2 separate regions of the Sus scrofa genome follow, and region 2 is linked to region 1. The links are chromatin contacts, called in public Hi-C maps. All regions are on one chromosome and are shown on one strand. The core of a region is the stretch at or near the end of the contact, and the rest is flanking DNA. Distances in the headings are between cores, read along the strand shown.

Region 1 (3,520 bases), core at 332-2,831:
CCATGTGCCACAGGCGTGGCCCTAAAAAGAGAGGGAAAAAAAGGAAGAAGAAAGGAAAGCAGCTCTGCAAGCGAACGAGGGGCGGTGGGCTGCCCATCCGACCTACATCTAACGTCAGAGGCTGGGCAGCGAGCCTGGAATCTTGACATCAAGCTGAAGACAATCAAGTGTGTATCTGGGGCGGCTCAGCCACTGTCTCACTCAGAGTCTGTGCCCTGTGAGATGTGGATCCCATAACAGACCCAGGTCCTTCCACCCAGTGCCCATCATCCCACCCAGGAGAGCCCCTCTCCTCCGCTTCCCATAGCCTTCCATTCAGACACCCCTTCATTCATTCACTGAGCAAGAACCTTGAAAACGCTGCTGAGTGAAAGATGGTCAGGTCCACAAATTATAAGACTCCAGCCATCTGAGCGTCCAGCACAGGAAATGTATGGTGGCAGAAAGTCAGCTAAGAGTTGCTTAGGGCCGAGGGGTCGGGGAAAGGCCAGTGAGAGCTGCGGGGTAGAGGTTTCTTTTTAGTGATGACAACACCTAACATCGACTGTGGTGTTGCCTGCACAGCTCTGTAAATAAGCTAAAAACCATATGTACACTTGACTTAGGTGGATTGTATGGTATGTGAATTATGTCTCAATAAGCCAGTTTTTTAAAAAAAGTATACATTAAGCACCTCCTGTGTGCCTGGCACACTGCCTCCACTGCATACAGTCAGGGAAGAGGCAGCCATTAGACAAATAATCCCACACAGCTTTTTTTTTTGGCTGCACTCATGGCATGAGAAAGTTTCCAGGCCAGGGATTGAACCCGAGCTCTGGCAGCGATCTGAGCCACAGCAGTGACAACACCAGATCCTTAACCTGCTCAGCCACCAGGGAGCTCCCACAAACCTGTAAGCACACAACAGTGGTGCACAGAGCTAAAATGGAGCGAGCCCAAAATGGCCAGCCGGGAGGGAGATGGAGGAGGGAACAGCCATCCAGGCAGAGGAAGGGCAAGGGCGGAGGCCCTGAGGCAGTGTCTGGCCTTGGAAGGAACAGACTCTTAGGAGGCAGAAGTGTGGGGTCCCTGGCAGCAGGAGAGACAGGCAGGGCCCCTTAGGTCCTAGTCCTCGCAGTAGAAGGTTCCAGAGCAGAGGCTGAGTCTTGGGGAAGGGGGATATGATAATTTGGGAGTAGTTTCCATAAGCCCTGGGCTTTCAGTGGAAGGGACCAGAGGGAGCAGAGGTTGAGGTGGGAGGGACCTAGCTCCTCCTCCCGCATTCTCTTAAAATGTGCTTTCTCCCCGGGAGGGAGCTTCCTGTTACTGAAACAGGAAGTAAAGGCTGCTTCGCCAGCAGCCGGCGGAGAGCGGGCTGAGGACAAAGGGCCGGGAGGAAGCCGGGATCGGAAGGCGGCTGGCTCGGCTCACACCTTTCTGGCTCAGTGCACACCTGTCTGCCTCTAGTGGCCAGGACAAGACCGAGAGGAGGGCAGGGCAGCAGCTCTAACGCCCCAGATGTCCCAGCTGCTGCAGAACGAGGCTGGGGTTGCACCAGGCCGAGCTGGGGGCGGAAGGCAGCGTTCGGGGACTCCGGGCCCGTGACGTCAGTGTTGCCATGGAGACCCCCGCTGCCATCCGCACGTGTTGCAGCTTCAGGAGACCCTCGGGCTGGCGGGGACGGCTCTGCGGGGTTGAGGGAAGCTGCGAGACAGCCCTGGACCCCACCCCCACCCCCCAGGCCTATGGCTCTGCCCCCGAGGGCGGCCCGCGAGAGGGCAGGGTGCCAGTACCAGGAGGGGCTCCCTCCAACCCTCCATCCGCACCCCGAAGCCCGTCGACCAGACACATCTCCTCTCTTGCAGTCAGGGAGATGCCTTGGCGTAAAACGGCTCCGGCCTCCTCCGCGGCCCTTCCCCCAGTAGCGGCCCCCCCGCGCCCCCACACTCCTAGCGCCGTTGTTTTATCTCTAATGGCCCTTGGTTAAGGAACCTTTCCCGAGGCCTCCGAACACTGCCAGCTCCTGGGATCCTCAGCCCGGACCCAGCGAGGGGAGCTGGCCCCCTGCACAGGGATGGAGCCTGCCGGGGAAACGCGGTTCTCTTTGTCTCTAAATCTTGTTTCCCGATGGCCTTCTTTCCAATTTCTCTTTCTTTTTCTGGAGGTTCCCCGGGCCGGGGACTGAACCCAAGCCACCGCGGTGGCACGAGAGACTTCCTCCAGTTTCTTAAAGACACCTTTGGTAGCAAAATGTCCAGGCTACTTGAGAACTTAAATTTCACCTTCATTTCATGCCTCTTCCCCTTCCTGAGTCCCTACCTCCTCCTAAGTGGGGTGGGGGGGAAAGAAAGCTTGAAGGTAGATGCGGACTAAAGTGTTTTTGTCCTTGACCTTGTCTGGTCATTGTTGGCTGGCCACGGAGGTGCTGATTAAAAAAAAAAAAAAAAGCACAAAAGCACTAGCTAGAATTTGGGAGTTGTTTTATGTGAGGCCATGACTGAGGCCAAGAAGGCAGCCTCTCAGCGCTGAGGGACTGTCCTTAGGGGACATGGAGGAGCCAGGATACACAGGAGTTTTGCGGGCGGGGGGAGGAAAAGAAGCAAAAACATATAGTAGAGAGATTATAAAAGACTACTGCTAATCGCTCAAACCGGACATTGTAAATTAATGATTTTGGTGCCTTTCTATGTATGGGGAGATGCTGGAGTCTGGGCTTGATGAAATCATTCCTTTGATAGGCATCCTTAACTCTCTAGGGCCAAGTACCCTGTTTTTCTCCAGCCCCGATTCCCCTCAAGGTGCATCATTAGGAGTTCCCTTCGTGGCTCAGTGGCTAATGAACCTGACTGAGATCCATGAGGTTGTGGATTCGATCCCTGGCCTTACTCAGTGGGTTAAGGATCCAGCATTGCTGTAGGTCCCAGATGAGGCTAAGATACCGCGTTGCCCTGGCTCTGGCGTAGGCCGGCAGCTACAGCTCGGATTCAGCCCCTAGCCTGGGAACCTCCATATGCCATGGGTGTAGCCCTAAAAAAAGGGAAAAAAAAGAAAAAAAAGATGCATCATTAGCTGATGGCTTGATGGCAACTTTGTTGACTGAAATGACAGGATTTTTTTTTTTTTTTTTTTTTTTTTTTTGGTACACGCGTGTGCTCATAGCCCAAATGTGTGCTTTGGGAGGAACAGGGTGGGGGCCGCAGAAGTGAGGGTCCCCGTGTGCATTCCCCGAGGCTGCCTCCTCCTGAGGCCCATCTCCCACTGCTTCCTGCCTCGGGGTGGGGTGGGGTGGTGTCTCCCTTTTGGATGGGATGATAGTGGGAAACTGTCTCAGGATTGCTTCCTTCTTGGTGCCCTTGTGACTCCTGGAAACTCACACCTCCCTGACCTACAGTTTAGCTCTTCATTGGTCTGGGGACATTTGGGTTGTTTCCCCACCGGTATTTTTTAAAGCTTCCAGGTGATTCTGACGTAATCAGTCATGACAAATGAGGCCTCGGACCAGCGTTTCTCAATCCTGGCTGCGTTAGAATCACCTGAGAGC
Region 2 (3,520 bases), core at 684-3,183, 450 kb before region 1:
AGGGAATGCTGAGCATGTCCTAGGGGTATCTGCCTGTCTTTGGAAATGGTTTAGGGACACAGATTGAACGTTCATGTCAGAGGAAATGGGTCAGAAGCAAAACCATCACGTTCACCACTGGACTAAAGACACCCCTTTATAGGTAAGAAAGAGGCAGACAGCTGCCAGTGCAGGTAGAAGATAAGATTTAGAATCAGACATGCAGCTGTTTGCTGTAATGTTTACCTGCCAATTGAAGGGTGAAGGTGGGGAGCCCTCATCTGCAGTGCTTGCTGATTTCTGTGGTGCAGATGTTCCCACCAAGGCAAGAGATGGAGAGAGGCAGATTTCTGGAGACACTGAGTGGCTGGATTCTGCTGGACCTAAACCCTGGGTTTTTATTTTCTGAGTTGATAAAGTTTCCTTTTGACGTGAACTATTTTGAACTGTTTCTCTGTCTCTTGCTACTCAGAAGTCCTGGCAAACATATTCAAGGCAAACTTTAAGACAGGGACATCTGTTGTTGGCAGCGGCCAAAACCTAGCCCTTCCTCTTGGCTGTCAGAATCCATCCTCTCCTGCAAAGCCTAAAAGTGCTGGATTCCCAGCAGCCATTTTTTTTTTAATGGCCACAGCCACAGCATATAGAAGTTCCTAGGTCAGGGTTTGAATCCAAGGCACAGCTGTGACCTACTGAGCCAGGCAAGGGATGAAACCCACACCTCTGCAACGGCCCAAGCCTCTGCATTCAGATTCTTAACCCAGGATGCCATAGCAGGAACTCCCCCAGCATCCCTTATAGCTGGGCACGTGACCCTACCTTGACCAACGGTAATATAAAGAAGAGATTGCTGGGGACTAGTGGGAAAGATTTTTTTCCTTAATAAAAAAGATGAGCTGGGGGAAATGGGTTTCGCTTCTGCTGGTTGATGCTGGGTTGACATATGATGTCTGGAACTGCAGCAGCCATCTTAATTGCATGAGACACAAACCTATGGAGCAAAAGTTCTGATGGCAGAGCAGAATGACAGACTGAGCCTGGGTCCTTGCTGGTAACACCCAGACAATGAACCAGAACTACTTACCTTCTAACTTCTTAATATGTGAAATAATAAGACTTGAACTTAAAGCCGCTTAAGTTGGGCTTTCTGTTACTTGCAGCCTAAAGCATCATAACTAATACAAACTCAAATGTTTTAGAATTCTGTATCGATGGTTGGATGTTATACTATATACACTACTGTCTATTTAGAGTAACCAGAGAAATCTTAATATCTGTAGAAAAAAATAAGTATTCAAAGCCCTGCTTTGAGAAGCCCCTCACTAGATCCCAAGCAATTACAGTGTCCTAAACTCCAGGTCACAAATTTCCCTCCCTTGCAGAAAATTCTTACCTGTGACAGTGATGCTTCCAATTTCCAAACTCAAGTTTGAGAATGCATTCCTCACCAGCACAGTGACCAGAAAGGTGCCTGCAATACAAAGGGTGGAGCATCCTGGGCATTGTAATAAATTGCTTAACTGGAGTTCCCATCTTGGCGCAGCAGAAACGAATCTGACTAGGAACCACGAGGTTGCAGGTTCGATCCCTGGCCTCGCTCAGTGGGTTAAGGATCTGGTATTGCTGTGAGCTGTGGTGTAGGTCACAGACGAAACTCAGATCTGGTGTTGCTGTGGCTGTGGCATAGGCTGGCAACAGCTCCAATTAGACCCCTAGTCTGGGAACCTCCATATGCCACAAGTGTGGCCCCAAAAAAAGACAAATGACCAAAAAAAAAAAAAAATAGTTTAACTGGCTCTGAGACATTTCTCCCAGCTTTTGCTTTTCCAGTCTTCTCAGGGCAGCATCTGACTCATCACTGAAGCATTTAATGAATCCCTGTTGTATGCCAGGCTTGGTGCAAGATTCTGGGACACAGAGATGAATGAAACATGGTCCTTGTCCTCAGGGCCTTGTGGTCTAATAGGCATGTTGGACACTCCAGGGTAGGAGTTGGCATGGCGGGCAGTGTGGGCACAGGGTGGGGGAGCAGGAAATGGTTGATGGTGTGGGACAGGGCCTAGAGCTGAAGTTCAAAGGATGAGCAGATGCTTATCTGCCAGATGAGAGGAGATTGCAGCAGAGAGGCCACCACATGGTTTTCAAAGCATCAAGAGAGAGTGGAAGTGGGGGAGACAAAGATTTGTAAGAGGATGTGGAGAGACCTGCTGCTGCCTCACGGGGGGTGGGGGTGGGGGGTGGGTTCTACTTTCTCTTCTCAAGCCCAGAGAAGAGGCCTGTAGAGAGGGTCCTTGCGCAACTGGGCATGCGTTCTTTGGGGCTGGGGGTCCTCATGGGCAGGTTTCTTACTCATGCCCTCGAAGGAATTATCCATGACGGGTGGAGAGAAGGGAAGCAGAGATAACAAAGTGTGGTGTTTCTGCATTTAGGCTAAGAATTTTTTTTTTTTTTTTGTCTTTTTGTCTTTTTTGTTGTTGTTGTTGCTATTTCTTGGGCCGCTCCCGCGGCATATGGAGGTTCCCAGGCTAGGGGTCGAATTGGAGCTGTAGCCACTGGCCTACGCCAGAGCCACAGCAACGCGGGATCCGAGCCGCATCTGCAACCTACACCACAGCTCACGGCAACGCCGGATCGTTAACCCACTGAGCAAGGGCAGGGACCGAACCCGCAACCTCATGGTTCCTAGTCGGATTCGTTAACCACTGCGCCACGACGGGAACTCCTAGGCCAAGAATTTTTGACTGATCAGATGTTTGCCCTGGGGAAAGGGGATACTGGAGAGGGCAGAGAGAATGAGGAGAATGGAGAGAGGGACCCTCTTGGTGGCAGGAGAAGCATTAGCTGGGTGGATGTGGCCCAAAGGAGAAGCATCACCCCCATCCCAGGAGCTGCGGTCTGAGGGGCCCAGCAGGGAGCCTCAAGAGCCCACAGAAGTTCCTACAAGAGGCCTTTGCAAATATCTGCTGGGCCCTGAGGGCAGGGCCAGTGAGGGCCTTCCTGTCCCACCTTTTCCCTTTCCTCCCTCCTCACCCCTGCATCCCTAGAGGCATCTGGTCTATTCTTCTCTGGGGAGGAGAAGGCTGCTTATCATCTGAGAGTGAGCCCCAAAGTCACAAGGTGCATGGAGATTTAATCTCTTATCCCCTACGGAGTCAGTTTTATAGGAGACAAAAATTAATTTGCATTTGAATTCTAGCCTCTCTAGTGTGAGTATTTCCCATAGTCATTCCATTTCATTTTTGGACCCCTATTTTTCCAAACTGGACCCTTGTCAATACCTGGCAAAATTGCAGTGTTTTTCTTTTTGAATCTCTCATTCCTTCTGCTGTCTTTTTTGCCAGGTCCCTTGGTGAGGGCGTGGTAGCCCTACCCATGCACAGTATTACCCCCTTCTGTGTACACCTCTGAGGTCCAGGGCAGGGCGCCTGGATGGGCTGGAGACTCAGCAACCTTCCTCACTGCTGCCTGCTGACCTCACCACACTGACTCAGAGACGCTCTGTTCTCTCTAGATTAAATGCACGTCTGCTGTGGCTGGATGG

Evidence for each region. Hi-C and Micro-C count contacts between places; a contact is called where the count stands out from the background.
Region 2: a Hi-C map of embryonic fibroblasts shows a contact between it and region 1, with 5 times the contacts expected there. The contact joins two enhancer-like sites. A contact is called at or near these places in 17 of 47 Hi-C or Micro-C datasets (alveolar macrophages, blood, embryonic fibroblasts and 11 more) and 1 of 2 datasets of contacts at active chromatin or transcription factors (skeletal muscle).

Annotation. Positions count from the first base shown.
Region 1 is chr6:6,641,567-6,645,086 of Sscrofa11.1, reverse strand. No RefSeq gene overlaps it. Among named protein-coding and RNA genes, the nearest start is that of PLCG2, 40 kb to the right of the region's middle. Within about 2 kb of position 1,581, at least 52 of the 83 cell types and tissues checked have an H3K27ac peak or open chromatin away from gene starts, as enhancers often do. A contact at or near this core is called in embryonic fibroblasts, where this site is marked.
Region 2 is chr6:7,091,859-7,095,378 of Sscrofa11.1, reverse strand. It overlaps PKD1L2 (polycystic kidney disease protein 1-like 2), which reads right to left. Exons shown (of 44, transcript XM_021096997.1): 8 at 1,320-1,450. Among named protein-coding and RNA genes, the nearest start is that of PKD1L2, 28 kb to the right of the region's middle. Within about 2 kb of position 1,933, at least 6 of the 83 cell types and tissues checked have an H3K27ac peak or open chromatin away from gene starts, as enhancers often do. A contact at or near this core is called in embryonic fibroblasts, where this site is marked.